Linked DNA regions of Gossypium hirsutum: region 2 is linked to region 1. Evidence: chromatin contacts called from public Hi-C data. All regions are on one chromosome and are shown on one strand. Each heading gives the region's core, a stretch centred on a gene start, on an enhancer-like site or on the middle of the called end of the contact. The rest is flanking DNA. Distances are from core to core; before and after follow the strand shown. Region 1 holds the start of LOC107957015 (serine/threonine-protein phosphatase 6 regulatory ankyrin repeat subunit B). Region 2 holds the start of LOC107957022 (plant UBX domain-containing protein 1).

Region 1 (6,202 bases), core at 1,809-4,308:
TAGATACTGCATCCAATTTGTGAGCTTATTATCTGCTTTAATCCCAACGTTTTTTCAGTTTCAAAGTATGAATTCAAGTATCTACATATGCATACAACAAACAGATTCTGAGCATGATATTGGGCATTGTACATACACAAAGAAGCAAATTGCTTATTAGAACATTAAATTAGTTTTTGGGCTACTTCACTTCCCTTACACTGAGACATGAAAAGTATGTTTCAGAATTCAAGCATACATTTTTGTGTTTTAATCTAACAAGTACAGAACCTAGGCAGCAGGTTACACATCCTGCTAAATCTTTCATCTTTGTCAGTAAGTTGCCTTTTACATAGATTCAGGTGGTTGGTCATCACAACATTTCAGGACCCAAACCAATCAAGCCATTGAGACCATGGCAGGATTGGCAGCACTTGTCTGGCTTTGCCTTTGCCTGCTCACTGGGTTTTTAACAGCCAGCCCTGAACCTCCAAAGCAGAAATACTGACTCCTTAATCCCTTTTTCATGGGCCTTTGCTTCATTGTATCTGGTTTTTCATCATCAAGGCTTGGATTGGAACAAGATGGTCCAGTTATATCACCTTCAATGAATATCCCTTTTTGTTTATCCATTGAGCTCGGAGAAGATACAGATGACTTGGAGAACGAACTCGAACGAGACCTTCGAGGAATGGTTATCTGTGGCATGGCTTGCATAACGCCATGGATTATCCCTGAAGCAAGTTTCTTCTTTGCAATTGGACTGGATTGACCACTCCTCACTGAAAGTGTTCTCTTGTTGTTTGGGAGTGACGAAGGCTTTGAAAACCTCTGCCTGAGAGGGATTGGAGTTTCTTCTGAGTAACTTTCATTCATTCTTTTCGGCTTTTGATCCTTCATTCGAGGCCAATGGAGAACACTTTTCAATCTCTGTGCTGCATTGTTCATAGAAGAACCTGCAGGCTTTTTATCTAATGATGACTTCCTATTTTCATCAGCTGAATCGAAATCAGTTGACGATGAACGACTCTTTCCTCCACTGCCGAGATCGCTAGCATCCGATGTCGTCTCAACGCCGGTGTACAAGAATATTTGGGTGTCGGATATCCTGAAAGAAGTTCCAGGGCTGCTCCCGTGGCCTTGCATCTTTATGTGTGAAGCTATTGCTCTTCTTGCAGTGTAATCCTGACAACCAAACATCCCACCTGCTGAAATCAAGTGTCGAATAAGTATATCCGATGAAGCTGAATGCGGCCTTTGTTTCAGAAGATCGAGTGGAGTCATTCCATCCGCATCACGAATGTTCACATTGATTGATTTTGCAGACATCAGGAGTTCAACTAGATCAGTATGAACATTCCCAATGATGGCCATGTGGAGAGCAGTCCTCCCATCATTGTTTTTAGCATTAACAATGTCTTCCATGCTGAAATTTTTTGCATGTACCAGTCGTTTCATAAGATTAACTTGTCGGTCCACTCTTCGAAAAGCCGGTGTTTGGAAACCAGACACCGCCAAATGCAAAAACGTTTCCCCAGCCTTGTTTGTTACAGAGATCAATGAAGGGGATGCAAGAATCAAAGCCTCAACAACAGCTGATTGACCCCTGTAAGCAGCAATATGCAGAGCTGTGTTGCCTTGTTCATCTATGGAGTCCGTGATATCAAAAGATGCAACCAGATATTTGACAACCTATAGAAATGAAACAATGTTTTCATTAGTAAGGTAAACAAATTAGTAAGGTAAAAACTTAAGATTAACATATGGTAGAATAGTTTGAGCCTAACCTCAACTTGGCCTTTGCCAGCAGCAGCATGCAATATAGTTGAGCCACGCTTATCTCTATAACCCAAAATATCAGTGCAATCACTAAGAAGATCCTTCAAAACCTTCAAATTTCCTCCTCTAGCAGCAGCATGAGCAGCTCTGTTTGTAATTTCCCATTTATAAACAGAAGGAATTTCCCCAATGTGCTCCTCAAATCCGTCCCTTTTGGCTGCCAAAAACCTTGGTGAGACTGCAAAATCATATATAAGCCTGAAAACCTCAGAATTTTTACCCCTTGCAGCTGCATAAAGTACATCAGTAACACCATACTCCCCTTCTCCAAAAACCAGTAGTGGGTTTCTTTGAAGCAGTTGTTGAACAAAACCCAAGTCTCCTGCTGAGGCAGCCGTGTATATAAGCCATCCACCATAGCCAGCTCTGATAAGGGAATTCTTTGATTTCTTTGATTCACATTCAAGAAAAAGTTTCCTAGCAACTTGGGAACGACATTTAGCAACGTCATCAAATTGTTCCTCATCATCCCATACCGTTTCAAGGCGGCGGATCCTCCTCAAAGAGGTCAGCTTGATGAGGTGATTGCCATCTATCCTAAGAAGCTCTCGGACCAAATCATAGTGGCCATTAGCTGCCGCCCAATCTATGGGAGATGCATACCACCATTGATCCCCAGTGCTTTCCCAACGAAGAGGCAAATATGTAGGAGGCATTTTGAAGAGAGAGTAATGAAGTTTTACCTACAAAGATGAACAAATTCTATAGGTAAGCACAGACAAGAGGAAGGCCCTACTGAATTCAAAAAAAGAAAGGCTCAACTAATAACAACTATGAAAGTAAAGCTTAAATAAAGAGAATCATTAAAAGCCTACCTAGAAAGGCACACAGAGAAGGGTTTAAGACTTTATTAATTGAAGCAGTTGAACTACCTGCATCAAAAACTAAAAGCACAAAAAGAAAACCAGAAGAACAACCAACCCTGAAGAGAGAATGAAGAACATCAAAACATGTGAAGGAAATAAATAATTTTCTTCCAAGTTCTTTGATAGCCAAAGAGGTGAGATTTAATGATATAAGAAGGGGAAATTAGTAATCATAACTCTCACAAAAGTTGAAGACAGGAAAGAAGGCATGCACTTGAAGAAAAAGGGTTTGTTTGGAATAAAATAGTTAAAAGGCCAGAATCAAAACTGTTCCAAGAAAATAACAGTACATGGAAAAAAAAGAGCATATTGGTTTTCCACAGATTCTTGGGTTATTCAAAGTGGAGACCAAATATACTAGTAAAAAATTAAAATAAAATAATATTAGAATTAGGTAAGATTCCTTTTTAACTGTGGTGTTAATGATGATCAAACCATGTGAGGTTTTACTGCCTTTTTTTGCATGAAAAGTGGTGATTTTACTTTTTACTGTGGATACAGACAGATGTTTGAGTTAATTGTGGAACAAGTTAATTATGCTTTATGAAGTGTTATGTTATTTTCAACTGTTTAATGGTCCCTTTAGTTATTGATTAATTGGTCCTTTGATAGTTAATTTAGTTAATCAAAACCAAAAATTGTTAATTCTAGTTAAGTTTAAATAACTTGGGGAACTTAATTCTAAATTTCTAGATTAGGAAGAGTGGAAGGCTTCAACAATCTCACCTTTCTGACCCTAAAATCTTTTTATTTGGTAAAAGTCCACCGGCAATTGTTGTCGTCGGTCCACCGGCCTTGGTGTTAAATATAGGCATGTCAAAGTCTTTTAAAGTGTGCCACCGGCCTTCTCAATCCTATAACAAGGATCGAGCTACAAAAACTTGGATAACACTTGGTTCACAGCTCCATCTCCCATTTCATTGTTATTTATTTGATAGGTTACTCAAATTCAGATATGATTATTGAAGATCGACACTTATCGAATATGGATTTTTTTTCATATATTGAGAGAAGGTTATAATTAAAAGAAAAACTTTGACCACTTGCCTACTCAAAAACATCATGGAACATGATGGAAGATCAAACTCATGATTGTAGCTTGAAACTGAGCTGTTTATATTGTTCATTGCTTCTTATGCTCATGTCATACATGGCATGTGCTAGGTTTCAGGAGCATGTAGAGAAGAAAAGTCCAGAAGTACACTTTATTTAGTTTGGACTTATTTTACGTGTAAATATCATATACGGGTATATGCTCAAGATAAGTATATTTTAATTACACGTCTAAAAATGCAGTGGGCACGAGTTTTTGTTTTTAAAAAATGAAGAATTGAAGCATGATAGCTAGGTATAGAGTACGATTGCAAGGAGAAGAATGAAGATATGGTGAGCTGTGGTATCAAGAATGTTTGGTGAGTGATAACCTCCGAAATCCAACTACACACTAACTTAGATCGCACAGCTCTAAAAGCAAGAGAAGAGCATGTGAGAAGCAGCTTTAACTTTTATATGACTACTACTAGCACAATTGAAAAAGGCTGAAAATAAAAGGTGGGTTTGATGCTTTATCAACAATAATGCATGTCATGTCCAATTCCAGTACCCTTGTTTCCCACCTTTTTATCTTTCTTAAGTTGTGTTCTTATAGGTCTCTTTCGCACCTTTAATGGGAGTTATGAAGCTCATCTTCACATTATCAGAATAGTGAAAACCAACCACTTCCTCTCCAGTCTCCATCTTTTATATGTAGGTACATACATATATATATATATATATCGGTAATCTAAAGGGTGCCTACACAAGATTCACCAAGATACTTGGACCAACCTGCTCGGTAAAACACCTCGATTTTGTTGAATTGATAGAGCAGTAACTCATTGATGGATAAAAAGAGGGTAAAAAAAGGGTGGGTTGAAGAACCTAGGGTAGACACAAAATGGAAACAAGAAAAAATGCAGCTATCAACAATGACTTAACCAAGTTATCTGCCTACAATCATTTTACAGTTCATGGAGAGGAGAAAAAGGTACTGTGATTCATTAGAGCAATATTGCACCAAAGGGGAACCAATGGTCTATTCAAGGGAACAGATGGACCACCAAAGTCCTTGACATATGGGAAGAAAAAGGGAAAAAAGCATATACCTATCACAGTGAATCTCCTAAAGAAGGATAGACTCTGAACCCCCGCACCACTTCTTTTTTTTTTCTAAGTTGGGGAAGTGGGGCAACAAGAGGTGGCTTCCACTTAATAACTTACGATGGCAATGTCTATGACTTGGGGGTCCAATCTAATGATGCAATGAACATTTCTATTGCATTTGGAAATGGTAAATTATTTATGCTAAACATAAATCTTAAAGGTTTTAAGGGGAAAAGAGAACACTAAAAGGGAAAGCCAAACAAAGTTGCAAAGCTTTATTTGGAGATAAATAAATCCTCAAAATCCTCCGAGCTTCTTTACTTCATTCCGGTTGCATCATTACCCAATGTAAATCAATCAACAAAGGGAATCCCAGAAGAACAGATGAATCATTCTTGCCAAAGAACTAATGCTAAATAGAAAGTATTTCTATACTACTATCAGTTTTTGGCCTTGACAGAATTGTTTTCTTTTATCCGGGCTCGGTTGTCCAACTTGACAAAGCGTTTAAGATCTTCGTATGGGAGTGTTTCAATGTCTTTCCTCCTTAGCTCACTCAATGCTGGACGTTTATCCAGCAGACGCCACAGCAAATCGGGGTACTCAGAATCCGGGAATATCTTTGGATCTGCTCCATCCTCGAGTATATTTGCACCAACCACTGTTGTGGATTTGACTTCTTTGCTGAGTGTTGATCCTTTTGGTGCATCAATGGCTGCACCTTTAGAGCCCTTCTAGGCTTTGCCAGCCCCAGCAGCTAATGTTCGTTGTCCCACGCCAACTGCATTCTTGGCAATGATGACACTTTTTAATGATCTCATCTGATTTAATGCCACGATTTTAATCCCTGTAAAATTTATATCAATAATTGCAGAAATATCTTAAAAAAAAATGAAGAAACGCATCTTTTGATTTATTCCATTATATGGGTGAAGCAAAATCAATAATAAAAACTAAACAACACCGACAAAGGAGTCAATCAATCATAAGTCATATACAGTAATCACAAGTCAATGAGCATTTGTTCCTTCTCCTCTTTTTTTCTTTTTGATAATAGAAGGGGAAATACATAAACTCCTTTTTAATTCACCCTACAATTATGGTAAAAGTAAATTGTATCCTCTAATAGTGAGTTCTTAGAGAATCTAATAACAACCACAATGGTTAAACACTTCATAGGATCCAGTTTTACTCCAACTATTCACTCTTGCCCATACCCAAGTTTGAGACATAGCAGACACCTCAAACAGACATGGGTATGATTCTTGGACCCTCCAAAAAGAGAGGCGGTAAACTCGTAAACACTGTACATTAGTTTGATGTGGAAATGTGTTTGATACATCAACCTGGTTTAGAAATACGGGCAGATAGGATCC
Region 2 (6,202 bases), core at 1,552-4,051, 140 kb after region 1:
TCCAACCCATATTTTAAATGAGTCTAAGTTCTTTTTCAAACCTATTTTTCTGACCTAATATTTTTACCCAAACCCTTTTAAATTTTGAGTAGTCCTTTTAGCCTGAAAAAATAACCCAGCCCATGAATAGATCTACTAAAATCATTAAATATGAATAAAAATATTTTATTGTTGGTTTATGAGCATAAAAAAGAAGGGGATAATGCATGCGTTTTGAGAAAATAATTGCTATCAAACAAAACAAACTCTTGAACATTCAAAATTTCACTCTAAGGCCAACTGAGACTCCAAAAGCAAAATGATGAAGCAGCATCCTGTGGTTCAAGAAACTTACCAACACTTGGAAGTTGGAAGGAATAAAAATGAAACAGAGGGAAGGGATCAGATTATGAATGAAGTTGTAACAAGTATTCACATTTGATGTTCTTTTGCAAATTTTAACACCCTTGACTTGAAAAGAATCACCTGCTCAACACCATTTAACAACTTTCTCCTTTTCTTATATAGTCATCTGGCATTTTGATCGACTCAGTGTGGCCAAGAATCAGTATCACTATGGAGATATATGAAATTGTAATAATAAGCTTGATTCACATTTTAAACCATTTTGGCCTCCCAGGTTTTTTCTCTTGCTGGTTTGGGCAATAGGGAAGGGTACTGTACTGGCACCAACACCAGGTTCTGGGGCAGATTGAACTGCCTCTGCCTGCTCAGCACCAGCTATGACCTCCAAACCTTTCAAAGACATGACTTCGTCTAGAAGGAAGGCTGCTGAATTGGCAGCTGTGGCATCGGCACCTAAACATTTCAAAGTGTCATTAACCGGAGTGAATCATATTTTGAGGAATCAGATAACTTCCAACCTAAGGAACTAAGAGGGGGATCATACGAAAAAGTCAGATAACTAACCTTTTGGGAGATCATATGAAAAATACACAATTGCACCCGGAATGAAACCAGTAGAGAAAATATCTTGTGTCATGTCCTTTATTTGCTTCTTGGGAGGAGTAGTATCTGAAACATGATTGGACGATAGGCATTTAATGCATTGGCTTCACAACCAACACCACAGTTAGTATTTTACAACTTAAATAAGCTTACATAAATAGAACGGTAGATCCGGTCGAGAAATCACTCTCATGATAAGGTCATACAAGCACTGAATTGTTTCTGATGGATGAAATGTGACCTCTAATGTGTGGTTATCAGGAAAGCGGACCCTTATCACAGCCTGCACATGAACATTGAAACTTATCAAAGGCAAGACAACTAAAAGACCCACAAAAAGTGTGGCAAGTAGCAATTAGCAAGGACCTTTGTTACTCTTGATCTGCGGGCTGCCTCCTCTGCTTCTCGAATTTTTCGTGTCTTTAAGTAGTTATCTGTTTCAAAATTTTATCCACTTAAAATGGTGTAAATATATCTCTAACAAAAAAGTGTGCCATAGCATGCCAGAGTCATTTTAACGTAAATGAATCCCAAAATCAGCTGGTAAAAATATCTAAATGAAGCTAGAGGATAAAATTGATAAATGAGTTGTGTTCATTGCCAAAAGTACCTTCCTTTTTAGTTGCCATTACTCGATGATAATCTTCTGCTGTGAACTCATAGACGTCATCCGACTCCTCTGCCCAAAAATAAATAAGTGCATTTTATCAGTTTACGAAATGAACTGTCACTTCTAGTCAATAGGCAAGTTAAAAGTCTGAAAATATGTTTTGCAGGGTCGCTCGCACCAGTGCTGGGCACTTCATTTTGTATTGGCGATGGTCCTTCAGTTTCGAAGACATGAATTTCTCGTCCAAATTTCTCTTTTGCAGCAGCAAGTTTAGCCTATAATCATAGAAATGAAATAATTAAAAAAAAGCATAAATAAATTGCGTAACAGCAACCTGCATACAACATATCATGCGAGTTACGGAGTCGTGAATTAGAGGTCCTAATGTATAGTTCCATCAAATATAATTACATAAAGGAAAGCAAAATCTGTCTTGACACTTATGACAACCATATGAATAATGTAAAAAGCTGTCGGTGTTCCTTCGAGACGGTTATGTCCAAATCCAACCGGGTTTCAACAACTTCATATGCATGACATTCCTTATAGACGATTACTACAAAAAAGCTACTCAAAGAAGTAAACAAAGAGGGGAAAGAATTACCCCCGGAATTTACCTTCGTATAAACTTTTTAACAGCAATTTCACCTAAAAACCAAAAGAGAAGCTACTGACCAACTTTCATGAATGAACCACTATTCTTGATAAAGATAGCAAAAGGAAACCAAGATGAAGTTTAATTCCATCAAAGTTAAGCTAATTTCAGTTATCATCCATGTTAAAAGATTTGAGCTCAACTAGATATATAATGATTCACCGACTTAAATCTTTCTTTCACTATCTAAAAATAAAGAAACAGAAACAAACTCAGTTGCATAAACAAGAGGATGCAGACCCATCATAGGAATCGATAATCAAAGTAAAAACCCGGATCAACCCAATACTTAAAAACAACATATAGAACAGCAAGAACAAAAATTAAATCAAGGACCGACTTTAGCTGATGCAGCCTCCATGGAATCAATATTAGTTAATCTCCTCCTATTTAAAGGTAGTGGTGAAGAACCATCTCCAATCATCAGCTGCAGATGAAATTTCCACCTTTTTTTCTGGGAAGGGTACGGGGTTGCCTTGCTTCTGTAAAAGCTCCTGCTTGCTTGATTTGCCTCTTTGGAATTTCTTGCTAGTATATTCCTTATTAGTTTATTCCTTTCTTCTTTTAGAAAACAAAGATAGTTTGGGCTCGACCAATTCAACTTTTGGGCTAACAATGTTCTAATTTAATCCACCTACTTACAAATAAAAACTTCATTTTATCATATATCTAACTTCAAATGGAAATTTTTTAATTAATTTTATTATATTTTTTTTTGATTATATCTTTTGCTTTTAGAATAATGCTTAGAACTATTCATATGACCTTCAACACACTTAAACTCACATCTTCTTACATTAAAAATAATATATTATTCTATACTAATTAAATTAAAACTTAATCGATAATTTTTTTTTTTTTACATTTAGAAAACCAAAAAAATAATGTTGGAGGATGTTCATCAATTTGACTTAAGGCTTGTGGAATAAACAAATTGAATTCAATTCCTGATGATTATGACATTTACAACAAATTTTTTTTCATTTACTTATTAAACACATTCAACACATTCAATTTTGGAAAGTTGAATTTGATTATCAATCTTTTAAAAAAATCGAATTTGATTATTAATCTTTTAAAAAGAGTAGAATTATTTTTTTAACGAAAATACTAACTAAAACATTATAATTTTAATTATGGTAGCCTGCTTAACAATTCACATGTACTCAATTTATTATTATTATTTTTGTAAAATTTAAATTATTTGTTGACGTAGCGTATAAGACAAATAGGGTCTTGTCAGCATGAAGTTTATGTGAATTGTCATGCTAATACTGTTAAAAAAATAATGCTATAGTTAGTATTTTCGTTAAAAAAACAATGTCTCTTTTTTGAAAGGCTGAGGGTCAAATTTAATGAAAAAAAGAATAATGATAAAATTGATAAAAGATGTAAACATTGAAAATTAAATTTAATATTAATCCTTTAATTTATAATAAATGTTGATTAATTTTAAAAAATAATTAAAAAATAAAATAAAATATTTAAAAAATGAAAAAAAAGCAACCAATAGTAAAATATTAAATACTAAATATTTTTTAAAAAAAATTATATTTGACATTAATAATCAAACCAGTAACATCTTACAAAAGAAAAAAAATACTTCAAAATTTTGAGATACTTCAACTTATTAGACATAATATTTTGAAACACCGTGATAAAGAAAATCACAATGGTGCAAGTGAGCATATTAAAATAGAATAATAATAAAAGTATCAAATATCAAATAATAAAAACAAAACAAAATAAATCTAATATTAAATAAAAAATCATATATATATTTGAATAAAAGATCTGACTGGATTTATTAATAAAAAGAAATAATACATAGAACAGAACTGGACTGAAGTCCATTAACAAGATACTAATCAAAAGAATAACTAAAAAAAAAACAAAAGCCTACTAAATAAAATTGGGCCTAAAACTTACGGAACTAGCCCAACTCGTCCAATTTCAACTAAATCAAATCAGAAAATCAAATCTTATCCTATACCAGTCAAATCGACAGCTGGATACTAATAGACCCTGTCTTTTCACATCACCGACCTAACCATTAATGATAGCAGGTTTTCAATAATGACTTTTAATTTTTTCTACTACCTCTTCTCAAAAGCTTTCATTTTCCCTTTCATTCAATCCGGATACCTTGGCCGAAAATTCTCCAGTGCTTGACGAACACATTCTGGAATTCCTCCCACCAAGTAATAACTTTCTCTCTTCTTTAGGGCCTCATTTGCAATAACATGGGCGTATATATTCCCTGTTTTAGAGACAAAATGAAACTCAATCTCCTGAAATTTGTCTTTTTTGCTTTGTATATCTTTGGTAATTGCTCCAATGGCCGATTTACCTATATCAGTACTTTGGCATTTCTTTATAACAGTTTTTGAATCTCCCACTACTTCCATTTTGTTAAAGCCCATAAAAATTCCTAATTTCATTGCCTGTAACCCTACATGTGCCTCTGCCGTGAACGGAGTTGCTATCTCGGAGTGAAAAACCGTCTTTGATGCAAGGATCTCCCCCACTTCATTTCGTACAAGCAGGCCTGTAGTTGATCTGGAAGATTGATGGTCAAAGGCTGCGTCAAAAAGAACTGTGACCCTTGTTCTTTGATAATCCTGTTGAATATTTCCATTAGACTGAAGGGTGAGTTTTTTTTCTCTTTTGTTGCATCCAACTCTATGATATAACATTGAACTTGCTTCGATATTTCTCTTCTTTTCACATTTTTTCTTTCATATAACAAATGATTTCTGTTGGACCAGATTAACCAGAGTCCACAGCAGAATAATCGGATCTGTTCATTAGTCTCCTTACAGAAGCCCCAGGTAAGCCATTCCCACATATTTTGAGTATTTTTATTTAGTACCCATGATAGATTGAAATGATTCCAAACCTCAACCATTGTAGGGCACTATTGAAAAATATGGCTACTGTCTTCCTCATTTTGACGACATTGAGGGCACTGATCTTCCACCACGACTCTTTTATGTCTGAGGTTAACAAGGGACAAAATAAAGTTCCAAGAGATTCTACATACTGTAATTATAATTTTTGAGGGGATGTATAATTTCCATAGTTTCCTATAGAAATTTTTAGTTCGGCGTGTAAACTATAACTACTAGGATCCAAGTTAGTCTCCTGTAATAGTTTATAGGTGCTCCTGACTTAGAAATCCCTGGACAGTTCCCTTCTCCATACTTGAAAATCTTCATGTGCTGTCTCCGCCAGTGGAATCTGCAAGATTTTTTTTGCTACATCCAATCGAAAGGTATTCATAACTACCTTTATTTTCCAGCTCCTATTGGTGGCCTCTATTAAATCTGAAATAAACTTAATATTTTCATTGTTGTCTTGATTTTGTAATATGTCTGCTTTATTTCCTAAAATCCACAAATCATTCCAAACAGAAATTTGATCACCTCTTTCAACCCTCTAGCATAAACCTTTCTCCAGAAGCCCTCTTGCTGCCCAGACACTCTTCCAAGTAAGCGAAGGTAAATTTCCTAACCGAGCATTATAGAAATCCAAATTAGGATAATATTTTACCTTTAGAACACGAGCTAATAATGAATTTGGATAGTTTATAAGACGCCATCCCTACTTTTCTCATAACGCTATATTAAATTTTGCAAGATTTTAAAAACCAAGACTACCATCTTCTTTTAATAAGCATAATTCCTTCCAAGCACACCAATGAATGCCCTTCCTATCGCGACTTCTTTGCCACAAAAAATAAGCTATTATACACTCCAAATCAGTACATAGAGACTTAGGAAGTAGAAAGCAAGCCATCGTATAAGTTGGGATGGATTGGAGTATAGCCTTTACGAAAACTTCTTTACCTTATTGAGAGAGATGCCTTATGCTCCAGTTATTAATTCGTTGTTTATATCTGTCCTTCAAAGCTTGAAATGTTGATCTCTTCCTTCTTCCCACCATATTAGGGAGCCCTAGATATCGTTCTGGATTAGTTGATCTTCTTA

Evidence for each region. A called contact is a pair of places that touch in the nucleus more often than the background predicts.
Region 2: a contact with region 1 is called in a Hi-C map of leaf, with 2.2 times the contacts expected there. The contact joins the promoter of LOC107957022 here to the promoter of LOC107957015 in region 1. A contact is called at or near these places in 2 of 34 Hi-C or Micro-C datasets (both in leaf).

What each region holds. Positions count from the first base shown.
Region 1 is chrA05:85,080,230-85,086,431 of Gossypium_hirsutum_v2.1, forward strand. LOC107957015 (serine/threonine-protein phosphatase 6 regulatory ankyrin repeat subunit B) reads right to left here and starts at 3,059. Exons shown (of 3, transcript XM_016892441.2): 1 at 2,634-3,059; 2 at 1,767-2,501; 3 at 134-1,671. The coding sequence starts at 2,474. The coding sequence ends at 379. It also overlaps the pseudogene LOC107957017.
Region 2 is chrA05:85,218,354-85,224,555 of Gossypium_hirsutum_v2.1, forward strand. LOC107957022 (plant UBX domain-containing protein 1) reads right to left here and starts at 2,802. Exons shown (of 7, transcript XM_016892448.2): 1 at 2,554-2,802; 2 at 1,737-1,833; 3 at 1,559-1,627; 4 at 1,315-1,382; 5 at 1,102-1,231; 6 at 910-1,014; 7 at 360-798. The coding sequence starts at 2,637. The coding sequence ends at 554. LOC107957023 (a long non-coding RNA gene) reads left to right here and starts at 4,198. Exons shown (of 5, transcript XR_005926412.1): 1 at 4,198-4,862; 2 at 4,982-5,044; 3 at 5,127-5,487; 4 at 5,627-5,713.